Linked DNA regions of Salvelinus alpinus: region 1 is linked to region 2. A link is a contact called in public Hi-C data. All regions are on one chromosome and are shown on one strand. The core of a region is the stretch at or near the end of the contact, and the rest is flanking DNA. Distances in the headings are between cores, read along the strand shown.

Region 1 (5,167 bases), core at 2,580-5,079, 230 kb before region 2:
CCCCATATAAATAACATTCTATTAGTTGCAAGAATTTGGATAATAATTTAAAAATAAAATTTTAGAAAAATTCAAAGTTTTGAATCCGGCGTAGTTTTGCATATCAGTTCATAAACCATGTCCCATGGAATCAGCAGGTCAAAAATCTCTTCCCAACTATTTTGCAATCTATATGGCACGGCTGTGAATTTTTTGGTGATTAAATGAAACTGGTATACTTTTATATTTATCACTTTAACCAATTATGGTCTTTAATGCAGGGCAGACAGACAAGTTAATTACTTTTCCCCCCTTCCACTTCCATTTTTGCGGTAATGCTACGTGTGACATAACTCCACCAGTCCTATTTTGATATCACTTATGAAGATACCTTTATTAAACGTTTGTTAAATTTATATTTTTTAATCAAAGGACTTTAAATATTTGAGTTTAACAACAATATTTGTTGTATTATTTGTTCTGTCTTTTCTGGTGGATTAAATTGAAATTGCAGCCAACTTTCTATGGATTGTTTTAAAAATAACGATATTTGTGAGATGATTTCCTTTTCAAATAACTGAAAGTGAGCAATTGTAATCTGAATAAAGGGGAAAAGCTTTTTTATTTTGTTATTTTTTCCCCCCTCGGGATATGTATACCAAGTATATCCACATCAGACCATTTTATAGGTAAACTACACAGTAAATATTAAAGTAGTATTTTTTTGTGATCCAATACATAGGTTACGCAACCAATGCATATGGGTCCAGGACATTTCTCAAATGTCTCCAATTAAAATGCTACCAGTCCAAGTGTCCGGCGCCACATTTTCCTAACGGAAACCCTGATCTATAACCCTACATTGAGCTTGTTCTACAGATCACAGGGTCTTCCTAAGGGACTGTGGTCACTGGAGCAGCCTATAAGGTAGGGGTGGAGATATACCCCCTCAACTCCTATCTGTCAGGAATGGTAACCAGGGCGCTACCACCAAGGGATATGTCACCTCTAGAGCCAGATCCCCTAGGAAGTGTCCTGAGGAGGAGCTGCAAACACAACATGTGTGTGTACACAGCCTGATGCTGAATATCATAAGGAAAGGCCATCATGGAATAAAGTAAAGTAGTAGCCCATTTCAGTGTCATATGAAGACCTAAGTGTGTCATTGTCCATTGATAATTTCTTATTCAGGTGAGCTCTTAGCTGGCTAAATTTAGTCCACGCACTGTCAGAATTCTATTTCAGTAGGCTAACACAGATAAGGTTTTCCAACCTCCCCAAAAAAGGCTATGCATTAATATATATAGGTAGGCAATATCTAGGCGAATAGATCTTGAGCACATTGACAATACACATAAATGAGACAAACTTCAGTGACCACATGGGTTTGCCATGCCAGTGCCAGAGGAGAAATTAATCTCAAACATCACAATTTTTCATAGAACAGCTCCAAGCCCGGTGACAGTGCTAGTGTGTTCTTAAATAAAGGATTCTGCCATGCGTCTGTTTGTACACTGTGACTAGGGTGTTTTCCCTGCAACAAGTCAGGCTGCCAACAAAGAGGAGATAACCAGAGGGGAGCTCACCACCAAAAAGCACCACGCATGTAACTTGACAATCAACTTACTGAGTGTGAGCGTGAGGGGTGAGATACAGGTCTTATTGGGGTGGGTGAGGCAAAGGAGTTGAGTAGCTAGGCCCAGACTCCACTCTCTGTTTTGTGGGACATAGGAGCTGGAAGGGTGGCTGCCGCCTGGGGGGCTAGGGAAAAGCCGAGGTGCCTTGTGGGCCAGGGGCGGTGAGTGGGAGGGACGGATGGATGGAGGGATAAACGTGAGAGGAGTGGCAAATTTCACTTTCTCACCACAGGCTGAAGAAGTCATGGGGCCAAACAAAACAAACCACCACACTGGAGGGGAGACCTGGGAGGCCTTGTTGTGCTGCCAAGTGGACACCATTCCCCCATTCACATCATGCCTCAGTGGTCACATGTATTCAAGTCAGGGACAGAGCAGATACAAGGAGGGGGAGGGGACAGTATAATCAATCAGTGCTCAATCAACACATCAAAGACTATTATCAGCCAGCCAGTCTTCTGAATTCATTCCATTCAGTTCACTATGTATTTGGGGAAAACAGTGCTATCTATTACTGCTGTGGTCATATGGTTCATTGTCTATGTGGCGTAGCCTAGCCAGAAACAGACATCTTGCGCAAGATGTTGCACAGCGCTTTCACAGTGTATCCCCTCATGGAAAAGCAAGATGCAGCCTCTGATAATGGATAGACTACTCTGTGATATGAAGCCCAGTCTAGGTCATCCTGTAGGGATTTAAGTGTGGGTGTACAGTGGGTTTAAGCAGATAGGATAAGGACCCAATGACCCCCATGTGCCTTGACTGTCTCAAAGAGAGAATGGAAAAGACGTAAGACTAAATAAAAGCAAATATATTTTTAAAGCATGCAAGTCTATTGTACCATTCAACATTAGTTTCTAGATTAGGTCAACAAGAGAGTGGGTTAAAGGTGCAATCATCTTGTCAATGTACACAAAATATAACAGCTTCTCGTGTGACCATAAATATTACCCATCATAAATTAGAAGTTATAATTTAACCATGGGTAAACAATAAAACGTCCAACTTCCCATTCTAATAAATATTTTCCATTCAACGCTAGAAGGCCATTTACATTTCTCAGATAGCTAGCTAAAAAAAATGTGTCAACCATTCAATAAGATGACACAGGCCAAGTCCTTTATTCAGATGTGCAAACTTTTAAAGCTACATTTCCATGAGGGTGTTGAATGCATCAGAGGAAGTGGGTTTGAAAAACTGGTCAGACTTCTATGCGTTTCATCCCTACCAGCAATACCCGTTTCCATGTGGCCATTCCTACAAGCAGGTTCATGTACGTCTTAAAGGAAATTATTTCAGATACAATAACTACCTGTAGCTAGCTCCTCACTTGATAAACCCCAATTTGAAGTGCGTAGGTCTTGTCACCCACTAATATCCAACACAGCCAAAGAGATAACAATGACCAAACTAAAAAGGACATACCGGTAGGTAAATAACGTTAGGGCACAATGCTTCATTAATCCATTCATTCATTTACTTGTGCTCGAGATTTAAAATAGCCAGGGCAAATGAATCACTATACATTAGTTTCTCACCATGACACATCGACTACTGCATCATGACTACATTTATTTCTGATAAAATCACCTAGGTATATTTGTTACACAAACGTTCTGACATGTGCACACCAAGGCAATACTAGTCAATTTCCTTACTTTAGCTCGAGGCGGGTTTTTATTTAACCACTTAATTGCTGACATTAGATGGATGCCACAATGTATCCTTGCCTACAGTAGCTAACGTTAGCTGACTAAAACACTTTCAAAATGTCTTAGCTAACGTTGCACAATGAAAAAACGTCGGCAAAAGGGACACACGAGCAACTGTGTGCTACTGACAGAACATTTCAACATTCATTTGTTGGATAACAGTAGCTATCTTTATTTTACTAACGTTAGCTAAATTAGCCTACTAAATAGCTGGCCTCTATCAGCTACTAACGTTAGCCAGTCCAAGCTAAGACCACGCATCGTTTCTCGAGCTTATTCATTATGATAAATACTGTTAAAAGATACTGGACAGCATTGCATGCAACTGAACAAGCTGGGTAAATGTAGACTGAAATAATAATTTAGCGAAGTAGCTATATTTGAAAGAAGTGACATTTGTTCGTCATTACGTACCTCCTGCTTCGATGTGACACCTTGAACTACAGTAGGATCACGTGTGACTTTGGGGCATGCACTTTGGATTAGTAGCCACACCTTCTCCAGTTGTTTATTGGTTGCTGAAGTGAAAATGTTGACGTTTTCCGGGAATATTAAGAATTGGATTGCTTGTGCTACATGTCAATCATAGTAAATGGTCTCCGCCCCCAATCCGAACCCCGTGGACGGCGATGATTTGTCCAGCTGTAAGAGGAAATGTATGCTGATTGGTTATAGTACGACAGGGTTTACACTAGATAACACAGCCACAAAGTAAGATTCCATAGCCACAAAGTCTGAATTGGCAACAAAAAAATGTGAGGTTAGGATTAGGCATAAAGTGAGCCATAATTATGATTTTGTGGCTGAACACAAAACGTTAGTGTTAATAAGTGACGACCATAAAACAGGGAAAAATAAATTATAATGCAGCAGGGACAGCATTTACTGATGATTGATGACATTTTGTAGTGTACCATCAATTAATGATTTATGCACTTTGTGAAGTTGGCTAGAACTGAAGCAAAGAGAAAGAAGAGGTGTGAGTGAAACAGTAAAGTGTAAATAATTGATCAACTAAAGCACTGATTTGATCATTCTGAATGTTAGGCCTATTGAATTAGATTTTTTAAACCTTTATTTAACCAGACAAGTCAGTTAAAAACAAATTCTTATTTTCAATGACAGCCTAGGAACAGTGCTTTGTTCAGATTTTTTACCTTGTCAGCTCAGGGATTTGATCTTGCAACCTTTCGGTTACTAGTCCAACACTCTAACCACTAGGCTACCTGCCACCCCAGGATACTTATTCAATAATAATAATTAATTAGAATACTGTTCTTTTTCCTCACCATGATTATCAAAAACCACCACAAATTCATATTGCATGTCCCCATCCTGGCCAAATTTAAGTGTGTTCGAGCCCCATAGTAACAGACATGATTTGTGTAGTGTTAAATTATATTGTATGGAGGATAATGTTTAAAAATAAATGCTGTATTCTATACATTCAGTTATTCTGAAGTGCACTGACTGTATGCAGCTAATTGAAAATATTAAATAGCCTACCCTATAAAATCATCACAAAAGATTGTCACATAGTAATAACTACACATACTCTCTTGCATCCAACCTTCTGCAATAAATGGGACATTGCAGTCACATGGTCCATTGATGACGTATGCAAGGAATGTGACCCTTGCACATTCATAACAGCAAACTAATCCACATATAGGCGAGATTAGCATACTCAGATTTGCATTGAATTGACAAGAGATTAACTTTGAACAAACAAAACCAAGTCAATTGAAATTCTGTCTTTATTACAATTCACAGATTGGATAGAAGATAACGTCATTAAATATATTTTATCTAAACGATACAAAATACAACGTATAATAG
Region 2 (5,849 bases), core at 661-3,160:
ATGGTAAAGATTCATGAAAATAGACGTGCTGTTTGGTCTTAATTTAAGGGTTAGGCACATGATTTGATTTAAAATTAGATTCTTTTGAAGATACATTTTATAAATGGGCGTGATTTAGCCATAATTACAACTTTGTGGCTGTGCTAACTAGTAACGACCATGAATTATTATGACAACATAGTCACTGGGCCATAAACAGATTTGATCTAGTGTCTATATCTGTTTCTAGAAGCATCCTGCACTTTCTACGGATTACCAAATGCACATTTTTAAAATTAATTTCTACAATATAGCCAATTTTGATTTTGTGGGTGTGGTAATTGATGACAACTCTCTTTCACCCAGATCACCAGACACACCACTTTGGTTGAATATGTTCTGAGCAATAAAGTGCATTGAACCATTGCCTGACACAACATATCACCTTGAAGGTGTAATAATTATAGGCCTATATTTGATAATTTTCCTATTGGCTGGGCTAGGTAGCCTAGTGGGTAGGTAGCCTCGTGGTTAGGGCGCTGGGCCAGTAACCTAAAAGGTTGCTAGATCAAATCCCCGAGCTGACAGGAATCTGTTGATCTGCCCCTGAAAAAGACAGTTAATTTGTTCTCACCTGACTTAAATAAATAAAATACTGCCTACATAAACTAATATACTTTTTTATTGAACTAGGCAAATCAGTTAAGAACAAATTCTTATTTACACGGATGGCCTAGGAGCAGTGCCTTGTTCAGGGGCAAACTGACAGATTTTTACCTTGTCAGCTTGGGGATTCGATCTGTCAACCTTTCGGTTACTGATCCAACGCTCTAACCACTAGGCTACCTACCTAATTGTGTCTAGCCTAGATGCTTTTAGTAGATGTATTGAAAATAATAGTGATATATTATCCTATTAAACATATATTATCTCATGTCTTGGTTTAATAATGCTCTTTGTCAAAGTAGGCCAAATCAACCAATTTATTCTACACACAACACAAGTATAGGGCACATAGCTTTATAAGTTGGGCACATCTCCTTATAGCCTAGGTCTTTTAGGGCACTAGAACAAAGTGTATGGTCATGGTCTTTTTATTAGCCCACCTGCATATGAATTTACAATGTGGATAGCTGCCTACAGTAGTCTAGCTCTCTGACTTAAACCAAATATATTCCTCACAATTTTATATGACTAAATAACAGTAATAGAGTTGGTCCAGGCTATGGGAATCCAATGTGGACTATTTTGACAGACTATAAATATCCGTAAACCCCCTCTTCAAATATCAAGTAGTAATCGAGGTCAAAATGTTTAAAGTCCTGGCACAGGTGCTCTACAAGTCTAGAGCTCAGTCCAGTTAAATTATGGTACGATGACGCTGATCTCACTCTGCAACATGGTCTCAGAGCAGTTCGTATTATTCTATAAATAAATCCGAGGCATGTATGGAATGTATTAATTTGTGGATGTCTATCATCCATTTCGTATGATATGTTACGAATTACAATTGGTATAATATGTTACTTATTTACAAAACATATGACATGTTACAAATTCCAATTTGTTGTCGCTAACTTTAGGTAGGTGACTAACTCTAGCTAGCACTAGGGTTTAGGGGTTATAAGGTTAGGAGTTAGGTTAAAGGGTTAGGTTTAGGGGAAGGGTTAGCTAACATGCTAAGTAGTTGTCAAGTAGCAAAAAAGTAGTTGCTAAAATTGTCCTTGATGGGATTTGAACACACAACCTTTGGGTTGCTAGATGTTCCCGTTATTACAACCAACCAACCACCCACTATCTTCTGTAACCATATCAAATGTAACATATAGTAAATACATTATTCCAGATTTACATGTATTATGTTACGTCTAGTCTGAGACCAGTCTGCACGCGGGGAATTCCCGTATGGAAAGTGCCTTGTCATACCTCGGCCTTCCATTTTACCCTTTGGCGTCGCGTCCCACCCATTTGTTTACATTACCTTGCCTTTTGCTCACAATAACAGAAGGAGAATAGAGCTTTGTCATTTAGGGCGGTGGACTTCCCCCCGATGCCGCACCAAACCCTTGTGATTGGCTAGACCGACGTATAAATATTACACCAGCCGTCGTATTAAGGTTCATACGCGGAACTGTACCCAGAACAGCGAGACGCACTGACAGCTAGCTTACAGTGGAGCCGGCCTTTAACATTTTAACTGCGCAACACATATTTTACAGCGAAAATTGGGCTGAAAGTAAGTCGTGAGAAGACTCGACTATGTCTATGACCGTGAAAGCCTATCTCCTTGGGAAGGAACACATATCGAAAGAAATTCGTCGCTTTGCTGTCGACCAAGATGTTTCAACGAGTTTTGAGTATTTGAATCGAAAGGTTGTTGATGTTTTCTCAACACTGCGAAATGTCCCCTACCAAATGTTTTACAAAGGTAAGCCTATACTGTCAGTGTTTCATTATAGGCCTATGGTACAGTGTTTTCGATCGTGTTATTGTCATAAATATTTCTGGCGGTAATTTTGTTGTAATATTCCATAACATCGCGCCCGACAAAGTAATTCACGACTACAGTAAAGTTATTGCGCACTTTACTACCTAGTTTACTTGAGTAGGCCTATCAACTGATTAATGTCGTGTCATAGGCCTAGACCAAAGTGCGTCAAGAAGTTAAGTGAAATAATCTGCTGACTGAAAGCTTCAATAACAGGAGGGAGCTTGACGAATTTAAGTATAGATCTCAAGATGACAATTTGTCTTTATGCACCAGAAAAAATCTGATAGAACTGGTACACAGAACATTATTGAAGTCTACATTTGACATTGCATTTCATAGTGAATGTCAGATCGAGTGAGCAGCAAATATGCTCTATTACATGTATGTCATACATGCAATGATGTATACCTGTTGTACTACATTTCTCTGAGCTCGCCCTACCTGTAGGCATACCATCAGTTCATAGTGAACTTTTATTTATATATATATATATGGGATATAACGGTGACTTAGCAACAGATGGCATTAACCCAGAAAAAAAAGATCAAATTCTGTAAGAGCTCTCCTCCCAAGAAGGGAATCAAAGTTGACCAATTTCATACAGTAGTATTATTGACTGGTACCACATCACACAATTTATGTTTTCCATATTGGGCATCAGGGTTGGGGTCAATTCCATTACAACTCAGTCAAACCAGGAAATGAATTGTTTTTCAATACATGACATGAATGTATTAAACATTTGGCGATTTTCAATAACCAATAACTGAACTGGAACTTGACAAATGTGTTGGTCTGAGCACAACACCTTTGTAACAACAGTATTCCCTTGACCTCTGTTTCAAATAAAACAAGCCAGTGAGGATAAGCTGTAGACAGATTTCCTTACTAGTGAACTCGTACTGCTATTATCTAATCATCTGGCCTGGATAAGGAGCTGACAGCAAACAATGGCTTGTGAAACACGTGAGATCAGTGTGTGACAACGTATTGTCTTTTTTGTTTCCCTTGTACCCAGACGAGGACGGTGACATGATCGCCTTCTCCACCGACGATGAGCTCATCATGGGCCTCACCTGCATCAAGGACGACACCTTCCGCCTCTTCATCAAGGGTGAGTCTTTTGTGATCAAAGATGGTGCATTTTCAAATATAATATATAAAGATTAATCGGTCTGGTATTAATGTGTAATGCACTAAGTCATCATTACCACTATTATAATGACATAGCATCCTCATTGTTACTGAAACATTGTAGTTATTAATACCTACCCGCATATCCTTTTTTTTCTTTCCCTTACAGAGAAGAAGGAGCACAGGCGTGAGTTCCCTGCTTTTGCCTTCCCGGGCGGTGTCCCTCCTTTTGCCTTCCCTCCTCACCCTGGATCACCCCATATGGGACCCCCTCCACCCCATGGCCCACCACCTCATGGTCATGGCCCTCACGGGCCCCCCATGGTGCACCCCAACGTGACCTGTGATGAATGTGAGGGCCCGGTGGCGGGGACCCGTTTCAAGTGCACTGTGTGCTCCAACTACGACCTATGCTCCCCGTGTCAGGCCAAGGGGCTCCACAAGGAGCACGTCCTCCTACCCATCTGGCACCCCTTCAACAACACATTCGAGGTAAGACACATATGTTTATTTCTTATGTTTTAAAGTGGATATACTTGCAGATACACATCTGAGCAATTTAAAACTCCATTGGAAGTGTTTGGGTTTTTTTCTCCCCAAAAATAGAAGGGACATATCTGTGTGGTTAGGGAGAGAAAAATGGCCTCTATAGTTTGATCTTGTTCTTCTACACAGTGTTTCCCTCGTGGGAAGTGGATGCGGAAGATGAGACACTGCATGTGGGCCCAGGCCCAAAGCCAGGCCCAGCCTGGTACCTATGGGTCCCAGCCAGGCCAGGCGGCCCCCGAGGACAGTCAGCCATCCTCTGATGCCTCATCTACTTCCTCGCAGCAGTCCCAGGCCAATATGGATTACCTGAAGAACATTGGAGAAGGGGTGGCAGCCATGCTTAGCCCACTGGGTAAGACCAAGTGAAAAGTGCCATATAAAAAAAATGTAATAATTTATCAATCCATTATTAGAAATCTACTGACTACTCTAAATTTGAATGTACTGAAATTGCTTACTTAGCTCTCCATGTTGCCTGCAGGTATCGATGTGGATATTGACGTGGAGCACGAGGGGAAGAGGACCAAGGTGATGACCCTCAACCCGACCCCACCCGGGTCAGGAGGCCACCCCGGTGCTAGGAGTGACAACGAGACAGGGGGGTCTGAGGGAGCAGGGGCGAACGAGGGAGACATGGAGGTGGACGAGCTGAGCAGCCTGGGTAGCGCCAGTGGTTTGGCTAAGGTATGACACGCTGCTTTACAGCTTAATTACTTAATCAAAGTTTAAAAAATCTGTTTCATTTTAATGAATGATACTTAATCAGTTAATGGTGAAGAATAAAATTTCCTGTCAGAGATGGTTTGTGTTGTTAAATGATGTATCTCTCTATGTGCAGGGTGGTAAAGACGCCGGGGGCAGTGGTGACGAGGAATGGACTCACGTGACCTCCAAGGAGGTGGACCCCTCTACAGGAGAGCTCCAGTCTCTCAGGGTGGGTGAGGAGGGCTCACTGGAAGCCCTAGGGTCCCTCACCACTTCCCAGGGTCCCTCACAGGAACCACTGAAGTCCCTCACTCTCGCTGAGGCCGCAGCCTACCCCCACTTGCCTCAAGGTACGATAGTTTGAGAATTCTCATATCCTCCATCCCTAGTATTAGTTGTAGTGATTCCTTATCCTCCTTGCTAGTAGTAACCACTTCAGTCAGTGGTAGTTAAATCCTGAGTTGTGGCTTCAGTTAGGGATAGGTGTCATAGTTGTGATTTTAGCTCAAGGTTCTTATATCCCTGACTACACCTGGTACAGTAGTATTGACTAGTAGAAGTTACTTACATCAGCGATTGATCCTCCACTGTGTCCAGATGCAGACCCACGCCTGGTGGAGTCGCTGTCCCAGATGCTGTCCATGGGCTTCACAGACGAGGGTGGCTGGCTCACCCGTCTTCTCCACACCAAGGACTGCGATGTTGGGGCCGCCCTGGACACCATCCACTACTCCAAACCCCCGCAGAAGTAAAGGGGCCTAAACAAAGAACCATGAGGCACACCACTCCTCCATCCCCCTATCATAGCCATTTCACCAATACTGCCTCTTCACATCTCTCTGGCAATTAGTACCTCAAGCAATAATAGTCTATTAGATCTGAATATGTAATGGAAAATATCTATTGTACAGACACAAGTATAAAGGATTTACTAATCAGGTATTTATCTTAATAATTGACTTTCTATAACTGTTTAACTCAGCGTTAACGG

Evidence for each region. A called contact is a pair of places that touch in the nucleus more often than the background predicts.
Region 1: a contact with region 2 is called in a Hi-C map of liver, with 7 times the contacts expected there. The contact joins the promoter of canx here to the promoter of sqstm1 in region 2. A contact is called at or near these places in 3 of 3 Hi-C or Micro-C datasets (liver, muscle and red muscle).

The regions. Positions count from the first base shown.
Region 1 is chr7:51,253,182-51,258,348 of SLU_Salpinus.1, reverse strand. canx (calnexin) reads right to left here and starts at 3,829. Exons shown (of 14, transcript XM_071410602.1): 1 at 3,743-3,829.
Region 2 is chr7:51,020,088-51,025,936 of SLU_Salpinus.1, reverse strand. sqstm1 (sequestosome 1) reads left to right here and starts at 1,910. Exons shown (of 7, transcript XM_071410594.1): 1 at 1,910-2,407; 2 at 3,489-3,584; 3 at 3,774-4,096; 4 at 4,280-4,505; 5 at 4,635-4,837; 6 at 4,992-5,208; 7 at 5,456-5,849. The coding sequence starts at 2,239. The coding sequence ends at 5,610.